Linked DNA regions of Mus musculus: region 1 is linked to region 2. The links are chromatin contacts, called in public Hi-C maps. All regions are on one chromosome and are shown on one strand. Each heading gives the region's core, a stretch centred on a gene start, on an enhancer-like site or on the middle of the called end of the contact. The rest is flanking DNA. Distances are from core to core; before and after follow the strand shown.

The links. Hi-C and Micro-C count contacts between places; a contact is called where the count stands out from the background.
Region 1: a Hi-C map of cerebellum shows a contact between it and region 2, with 3 times the contacts expected there. The contact joins two enhancer-like sites. A contact is called at or near these places in 4 of 39 promoter capture datasets (embryonic stem cells, hippocampal neurons, liver and 1 more), 4 of 484 Hi-C or Micro-C datasets (cerebellum, cerebral cortex, palatal mesenchyme and 1 more) and 1 of 115 datasets of contacts at active chromatin or transcription factors (differentiating embryonic stem cells).

Annotation. Positions count from the first base shown.
Region 1 is chr9:102,542,404-102,546,219 of GRCm38.p6, reverse strand. It overlaps Ky (kyphoscoliosis peptidase), which reads right to left. Exons shown (of 11, transcript NM_024291.3): 11 at 1-3,816. The coding sequence ends at 3,439. Among named protein-coding and RNA genes, the nearest start is that of Gm29387, 15 kb to the left of the region's middle. Within about 2 kb of position 1,294, at least 90 of the 459 cell types and tissues checked have an H3K27ac peak or open chromatin away from gene starts, as enhancers often do. A contact at or near this core is called in cerebellum and cerebral cortex, where this site is marked.
Region 2 is chr9:101,937,393-101,940,988 of GRCm38.p6, reverse strand. The region is part of intron 12 of Ephb1 (Eph receptor B1); the gene reads left to right. Among named protein-coding and RNA genes, the nearest start is that of Gm31326, 45 kb to the left of the region's middle. Within about 2 kb of position 1,813, at least 11 of the 459 cell types and tissues checked have an H3K27ac peak or open chromatin away from gene starts, as enhancers often do. A contact at or near this core is called in cerebellum and cerebral cortex, where this site is marked.

The DNA.
Region 1 (3,816 bases), core at 45-2,544, 610 kb before region 2:
ATTGAAAAAGAACCCCAGCAACAATGTGAGGACAGCATCTTTAACAGCCAGTGGCCCACACTACTCAGCACACACGGGGAGAAATAGTCACCTCTGCGGCTTTACTTACTCCAGATGAAAGGAAATGGCAGACCTCAGATAAACGGCCTTTGAAATCCCACAACAGTGAGCTATATGGTCACACCATTAACCTGGTGTTTACTGCCGGCCAACCAGTACTGTTTAAGAGTTACGAGTTAGCGGAGGGAGAACCCAACCGCTTCAGTAAGCACGGCAAAGAAAATGCCGGACCACTGCGGGAACTTTTCTCCTTTTCAAGTCCTTTGAGAATTTCGCCGAGAGTTTATTGGCAACGTGTCCCTCCTGCTTCACAACAGGAAATGGTTCTTTATATCTAGCTCAAATCCTTCATGCTTCAGTTAATCTATTTACGTCTCTTTAATCTCTGTGGGCCGGGAGGAGTCCGTCCTCGTGGGACAATGTAACATATGGAGAACTCAAAATATTCACAATCAGACAGAGAACAGTCCAGCTGAGCTGGTGGCACTTTTGAAGCAAGCTGAAAGAGCTTAATTGCACCCTTTTGCCTCACCACGCCCCATCCTTCTGCACCCTGGCGCCCATCCTGGGGCCTGCCTGGCAAAACGCTGAGTTTGATCAGTTTCAGCCTGTCATTGCCATAGTAATGAGTGTGATCACAGCGACCCCAGACAGGCATTCCTGTGCCCAGGGTTTCTGTCTCAGGAAAAGCTTTCTGGGCAAGATGCTCAATTCTTAATCCCATCCTATCTTCTCACCACGCCAGGCCAGGGAAGTCTCCCCAGGCTCTTCTGACAGTCTGCAAGACAACGCTGACATTGGCATATCAACCACGAGGATAACTATCCACGATGTGGATGCCGTAGACAGCATAACTTGTCCGCAAGGGACGAGAAAGCACCTAGTGATTTTTAACAAACATCATAAAAAGAGCCAGCTTGGGGGTTTGCAGCGGTGGCAACTTCGCACGTGATCCACCAGGGGGCGCTCGTGCCATTTGATCGGCCAATGAGACTCGTGGACCAGCAGACAAAGAGGGGGATTTGAATAAAAAGCCTTCAAAACGCAGCCTCCAAATTTTCAGGCTGAGCAGCATGCGTGTAAAAATTCATGAAGATTGGATTCGGTTTCGTGTATCTTTGCTTCAGTAAAAAGAAACGCAGGCGTTTTTCCGAGTGCACCTACAGTTGCCTTGACAAAGGGACTACCTGGTTATATGAGGAGGGCGGAGCGTGTGGTTGACCCGGGCCGCTGGGAGAGGCTCGGTCTGGGTCTCTGGTGCTGAGGACAGCTCCTGTTTTGTGGGGTAGCATCCTCCACAAGCTCCAGAATAGATTAATTATGCTGTTTTGAAAAAAACATGGGGATCATTTTCTGCAGGGCTAGCAGTGGCTGTCGCGGCTGTGTCTAGCGAGTGGCAGGGACCGCCGAAGCACTTACTATTTCGTTAAAACATAGCACAGTTCTTACTGCTCATAAAATAAAAGGGGTGAGGAAAGGCTGTTTCCAGGCAGTGCAAACTCCACCGTCTTCTTGTAGTGGAGACAACGCCACCTCCCACCCCACCCCACCCCACTTTGGTGCGTTTTCCAGGCGTGAGTGACAAGATGCTGATGGGCTGAGACTGCCAGAGGACCCTGGACATGAGCCAAGGCAGCTCAGCCCCTAGCAGCCATGCTAATCACAAGTGAGGCTACCCAGTCTGGTGGAGGGGGGCTATGTGGTATCAGGTGGGTAGCAGTGGGGACCTGTGGGAAAGGGGCAGAAGGGAATGAAGAGCTGAAGTTCTGGGCTCCTAGGTCTTCAGATAGGTTCCACTTGGCAGACTGCCCACCCAGAGATGCGGGTGCCTATGGCTGAGTCCTTTGTGTTCACCTCTATAGTCCCAGGATCTAGCATGAGGGGTCAGCCACTTATCGAAGGAGTCTGATGGGCTCTTACTGAGGAAAGACTTGACTGTAGAGGCTGTGAGTATCCCAGGCTGGCTCTGGCGGCAGCTGAGCCTGAGGACATTCCTTAGAGAGCAGTGAGGGATTGGGGGGGGGGGTGGTCCTGAGACAGGCACAGTGAGCAGAGTCCTAGAACCCTGAAATTTGGTAGGGACCCTCCTGGAGCACATCTGTGCACTGGGATGCTACTGCAGGAACCTCTTGTCGGGGGGCTCTCCTCAGGCCTTCCCTGTTTGCAGCAGCCTGCTTTTCCCCCCTCAGCTGTTGCCATGGAAACACCAGCCTCAGGTGCTGCTGAGGGCCAGCTAGGCAGCTCAGGCTTTTTAGGACAGGCCGGAGCAAGTAAGAGGCCCTCAACTGTTCCCAATGGAAGGAAGGTTGAACTCAGGGCAGGGGTTGTCATCTCAGAGAAAGACAGGAGGGAAAATGGCTATGATAGGGCTTTCCTCAGAGACAGAGACCAACACTTTCTCTAGGGGGCAGGTGGTGGTCCCCTCAGCTTGGTTTGGCTTGTAAGGAAGGAGCAACATCTTGTTATCAGACACTATCCCTGGTATCTGATAACTGCTGGGGCTAATCTGCTTGCCCAGGGCCCAGGTCATCAGCCAGGCTACCAGTGGGCTATGTAGGCATTTGAGGCTCCTGAGGATGGCTGGTGGGGGGTGGGGTGGGGCAATCTCCAGGCCCTCAGCTAAACTCTGGTAGGCACATAGAATCGGGGTCTTCACCCTTCCATGTGGGTTGCTGGACCTGCAAACCCACTCCATCCCTGGTCCCCAGCCAGGACATCCGAATGTGCACACGGCTGCTTTCCTGCCCTTAGCACATCTCAGAGATGCTAGGCATCAGGAGACAGCAGCCTCCAGTTGGCTGAGGGTCAGCTGGTTTGCTTTCTACACCCACCCCCTTTGCAAGCTCTTGAAGAGCATGAAGTAGCTAATAGGAGCACTAGGAATGTGGAAGATGGGCAGGCCCGACATTCCCTGGGGTCCAGAAGTAGTGGGGAGAAACACCATGTTACTTGCAGGGGGAGCACACCTTTCTCATAGATTCAGCCTCAAGCACCAGGCAGGCATCGTGGGGAAAGCTTTCAGCACCCGCAACACCTCCGCTTTCCCATTCAGCTCTACAGCAACAAAGTCCTAACACAAGAGCAGGCACAGGCAGGGGTGTACGTTTCACAATACCTTGGATTTACATAGCACCTTTTTCTTCTAGAGGGCCCTGGCCTCTGTCTCTTCTTCCACAGCCACATTGAGTGAGCCTTTGGCGGCACAAATTCCTCAGTGCCTGTGACACAGCAGGGAGATTGAGGCAGAGGGGACTGAAGCAGAGGCCTAGAAGTGGTTTCATGCAGATTAGTGGTGTCCTGGGCTCTCTGCTCTTAGCTTGGGCCCTCCCTGGGCAGGGCTGGCCTTAACCCTGGGGGACCGTGAAGAAATGCAGCCCCTCACTGGTCATTCACTTTGTATTTCAGGATGTAGCTGTAGAAGTTGTGGTTAGCATTCTCTAGCACCATGACGTAGACTTCCTGGCAGCCAGCTGTGTTGCAGCTGCCCTCCCAGTAGCCCTCGGGGTTAAGAGTGAGGGGCCACGTGTCCTGTCCTTTCACCAGAGCTTTGGCGATACCATGCAGCTTTAGTTTGAAGGCTATGTTGCGGTTGGCGGGAAGCACACCGGAGAGAGGCTCTAGCAGTTCATTGTCCTGTCCCCAGTTGCCAAAGCTCTCAGGGAACATGGGCCAGTTCACCTTGGTGTTGGCGCAGCACAAGAGGTAGTTGAAGACAAAGATGAAGTTCCCTTGTTCCTGCCTCTTCTTCACAAAGAT
Region 2 (3,596 bases), core at 564-3,063:
AAGCCAGCATTACATTTAGGGCCAGATTCCAATACAAGATGACCTCATCTTTTCTTGATTATATCCTCCAGAATCCAAGTGACACAATAACAGGTTAGAAGATGGGTGTATCTTCTTGTGGGTGACATAGTCCAACTCCTAACTCTTAGTAGATCTTTCTTTAATGATAACAATAGCATGATCAATAGGTTATATGCATGGCCCATTAAAATTCCGATGTATTTTCTATAACATAAACCTTTTGGAGCAGTAGGCTTATGAAATTCAGACCCACTGTGTGACACTCTTAGTCATAAGCCTATCATTTTCAAACTTTAAGAGATGCCTGCACCATGATTGGAGCATTTTGTGACTAAGTCTGTGGTCACTACGGTCAGTATTCTTTAGTGCCTGGATTCCCGTGTGATCCCACAGAGACTTTCTCTCACAGAATCTGGTGGAGAGAGACATCATGACCATGCCAGTCACGTGGAAGCTCCTCTAAGATGAGTGCTCAGCAGGGGGCTGAGTCCTGAGACCAGTGCTTGGCCTTGGAAAGCCGCCCTTCTTCATAGAGTGGGTGAGAGCAGAAGGCTGTGTGCTGTATCTGTCCTCACCATGACAAAAAAAATGTATTGACTGGGTGGCTGCAGAGATAAACTTTTCTTCTTGAGGTAGGAGCTGAGTCTCATTACTGCTATGTCCCCTGTACCCGGCTGGGGACAGAATGGGTACTGCATAGAGGTCTGTTCTGTGGGATCTAGTTGGAGGAAGTTGGTCCCTGGAAGTTGTTTTTAACCCTGGCCTTTTCCTGTGTGCCTTTCTGTTTCTTGCCAGCCATGATAAGAGTTGTTCAGCTCCGCCCCTCACACCAAGATGGATTACCACCTCTGAAACTGCAAGCCCAAATAAAGGATTCCTCTGGGAACTTGTTTCTGTCAGGCATTTGATCACAGCAAAGATGAGCAGGAGTAATATATCATTGCCTGCAGTGTGCAGACCCGTACCCTCAGCATCTCTGGGGGAAGTGATACAGGATGCTGTGCAAAGCCTGGTCCAGAAGCAAGGGTCTCTTCAGCCTTTCTCTGTCCACAAGGATGTTGATTCCTTCCTACTGAACCTCCGTATTCTTCAGCATGCTAAGAATTCTCTTTTATGTTACCTAACACCCAGCAGAGAAAGTCACTGTTTCTCTGTGCCCTTTCTTAATACCTACATTGGAAAGTAAGGGACCCTTACGACACTTTGCAGACATGTGGATGGACTGGCCTTAGCTTCAGGTCCAGATTTCCTCTTCTAGCAGCAAGACCTACCTGGCTTGTGAATGCCTTGCCTGCTGCAATGTCATCAACTTCCTGTTCTGTCCCCTCATGGGGCTGGTCAGCATCCTCTAACCTAATAGATTTCCTGTCATACAACCAGAGATAAGTTAAGTAATCGTGACCGGCACTGTAATTACCATTGAGCTTGAGAAGACACCACCACCTGTGTGGTACAAAAACAAAAACAAACAAACAAACAAATAAACAGACAGAGGAGAAATTTAAAATCCTTGGGTGGGAAGACACAACCCCTTGCTCCCCTGACTCTGTGTTTCCCTTTGTTCTGCCCCCAGAGGTCAGTGTGCCCCTGGCTTCTCAACCAAGAAGAGCTGGCCATGACAAGTTGTCACTTCCTTGCCCAGGGTGGCTCTTCTGGAAGGCCCAGCCACCTGCTGAGATGGAGGGAGTGGTGATGACAGGCCGAGCTCCATGTTCAGTGAGGCCCAACAGTACAAGGTGGCAGAAGGGCTTGAGGCTGCCCGCCAGCGGGGCTGGCACGGCCACTTTACATGCGAGAGGGAGCAGTCAACAGCTGCTGCTGACAGCCCCTGGGGTCTGCTCCAGACTTGGCAGAGGAGGACACTCCCAGACTCCCAAACCAGCTCTTTGAAATTCAGAACTACACCTCCATCCCTCACCCTCTGCAACAAACACACACAAAAGATAAGCAAGCCTCAAGTCCCTTTACTTAAGGACTTTCTCCACCTAGTCGCCTCTGTCTCCTAGTTTTGCACACTAATGCTGATAAGTTCTCACATGAGCATCTCTCTCTCTCTCTCTCTCTCTCTCTCTCTCTCTCTCTCTCTCTCTCTTTCTCTCTCTGACACACACACACACACTGACACCCATCCTGTCCTCTCTTACCTTAACTCAGGAGTTGTCCACACTGTTTTGAGGTGGGGTCTGTTATTGGCCACAAGCCCACCAAGTAGTTTGGGCTGGCTGACCATGAGCCCCAGGCATATGCCCTTGTCTAGCATTGGGATTACAAGTGCAGGCCAACATATCTGGCCTTCTTTATATTGTTTCTGGGAATCAAACCCCGGTCCTCGTGGTTGCGAGGCAAGCATTTTACCGACTGAGCTATCTCCCTGACCCAACTCAAGTATTTTGAAAAAGCGAAAGCTCTTTCCCTTTGGAGAAGTTGGTCTATCTCAAGATGTGGCAACAACCTCTCCTTCAAGGACACAGTGAGCTACCACCCACTGACATTTCTGTGTTTGGCAGTTACTGGTTCGTCAGATGATTTCCACCTCTCTTCTCTGCCATGCTACCATATTGCTACAGCCAGTGAGTGCATCTGTGTTCTGGGGGATTGTGAGGACAGAGCATCCCTTGCAGGGCAGCCTAAGCCTGCCCTCCAGGTATTTGTCATGTTTCTGGCATTTGAGCTAAGGACATCTCCCACCACAGAAGCCTGCCAGAATCCGCAGGGGAAATCAGGACTGTCTTCCTTGCAGAAAGTTGGGCATGCGCTGGGGGAGGGAGGTCTGGGCCAGGTGGCCTTTATTTCTCTCAGCCCTGGAGAGGCAGCCAGATAAAATGCACTCTGCTGCTTAGTGTTGCTTCTCCCTCATCCTGTAGATTAACCATTTATACACGTACCAGGCATTCTTGCTGAACTCCACCAGAGATATCAGTGATTTGAATGTAAGAGTGTTCAATATAAAAGTTTGGCTACAGCTGAAGCATGGATCTTGGGAGGAAGGAAGGCAGTGTCTGATGCCCCTTGGTATAGCTTCTATTGTCTGGTTCTTTTAGTTTCAGGGATTGTGGAGTGATTCCCTGTCCAGGCACAGACCAGTGCTATGCGGTGAGATCTGGTATTTAGCATGATGGGTGGAAAAGAAATTCACCATGGCCTAAGGAGTGATGTGTTTGGGTGACAGCTTTGACACTTATCACATGAACACAGAAAGTCAGTGTATGTGTGTGCAGGACAAGCCAAACTTCCTTGATTGCTTTCTCACCCTTACCGCTTCTGCAGAATCCCTGGCCTCAGCTAAGCTGGACTGCTTTAGCCCTCTACTGTGGTCTGTCTGGATTTCCCTTCAGCCTCAAGTGTGTCTGGTCAATGACTTGCTCTCTAGAGCTGAGCACAGCAGAAACAGTAGTTAGCACACAGTGAGAACAGTAGTTAACACACAGGCAGTGCCCATCCAAGTATACCTCATGCATCAGATGTCCATGGACAGTCGCCCCTTACTACACTGGATGCTCAGGCTGTACAGCATCCCAGAAGGGTTGGCTACTTTCCCTGGTCACATAGGTAGAAAAAGCCAGAACTTGTGTCAA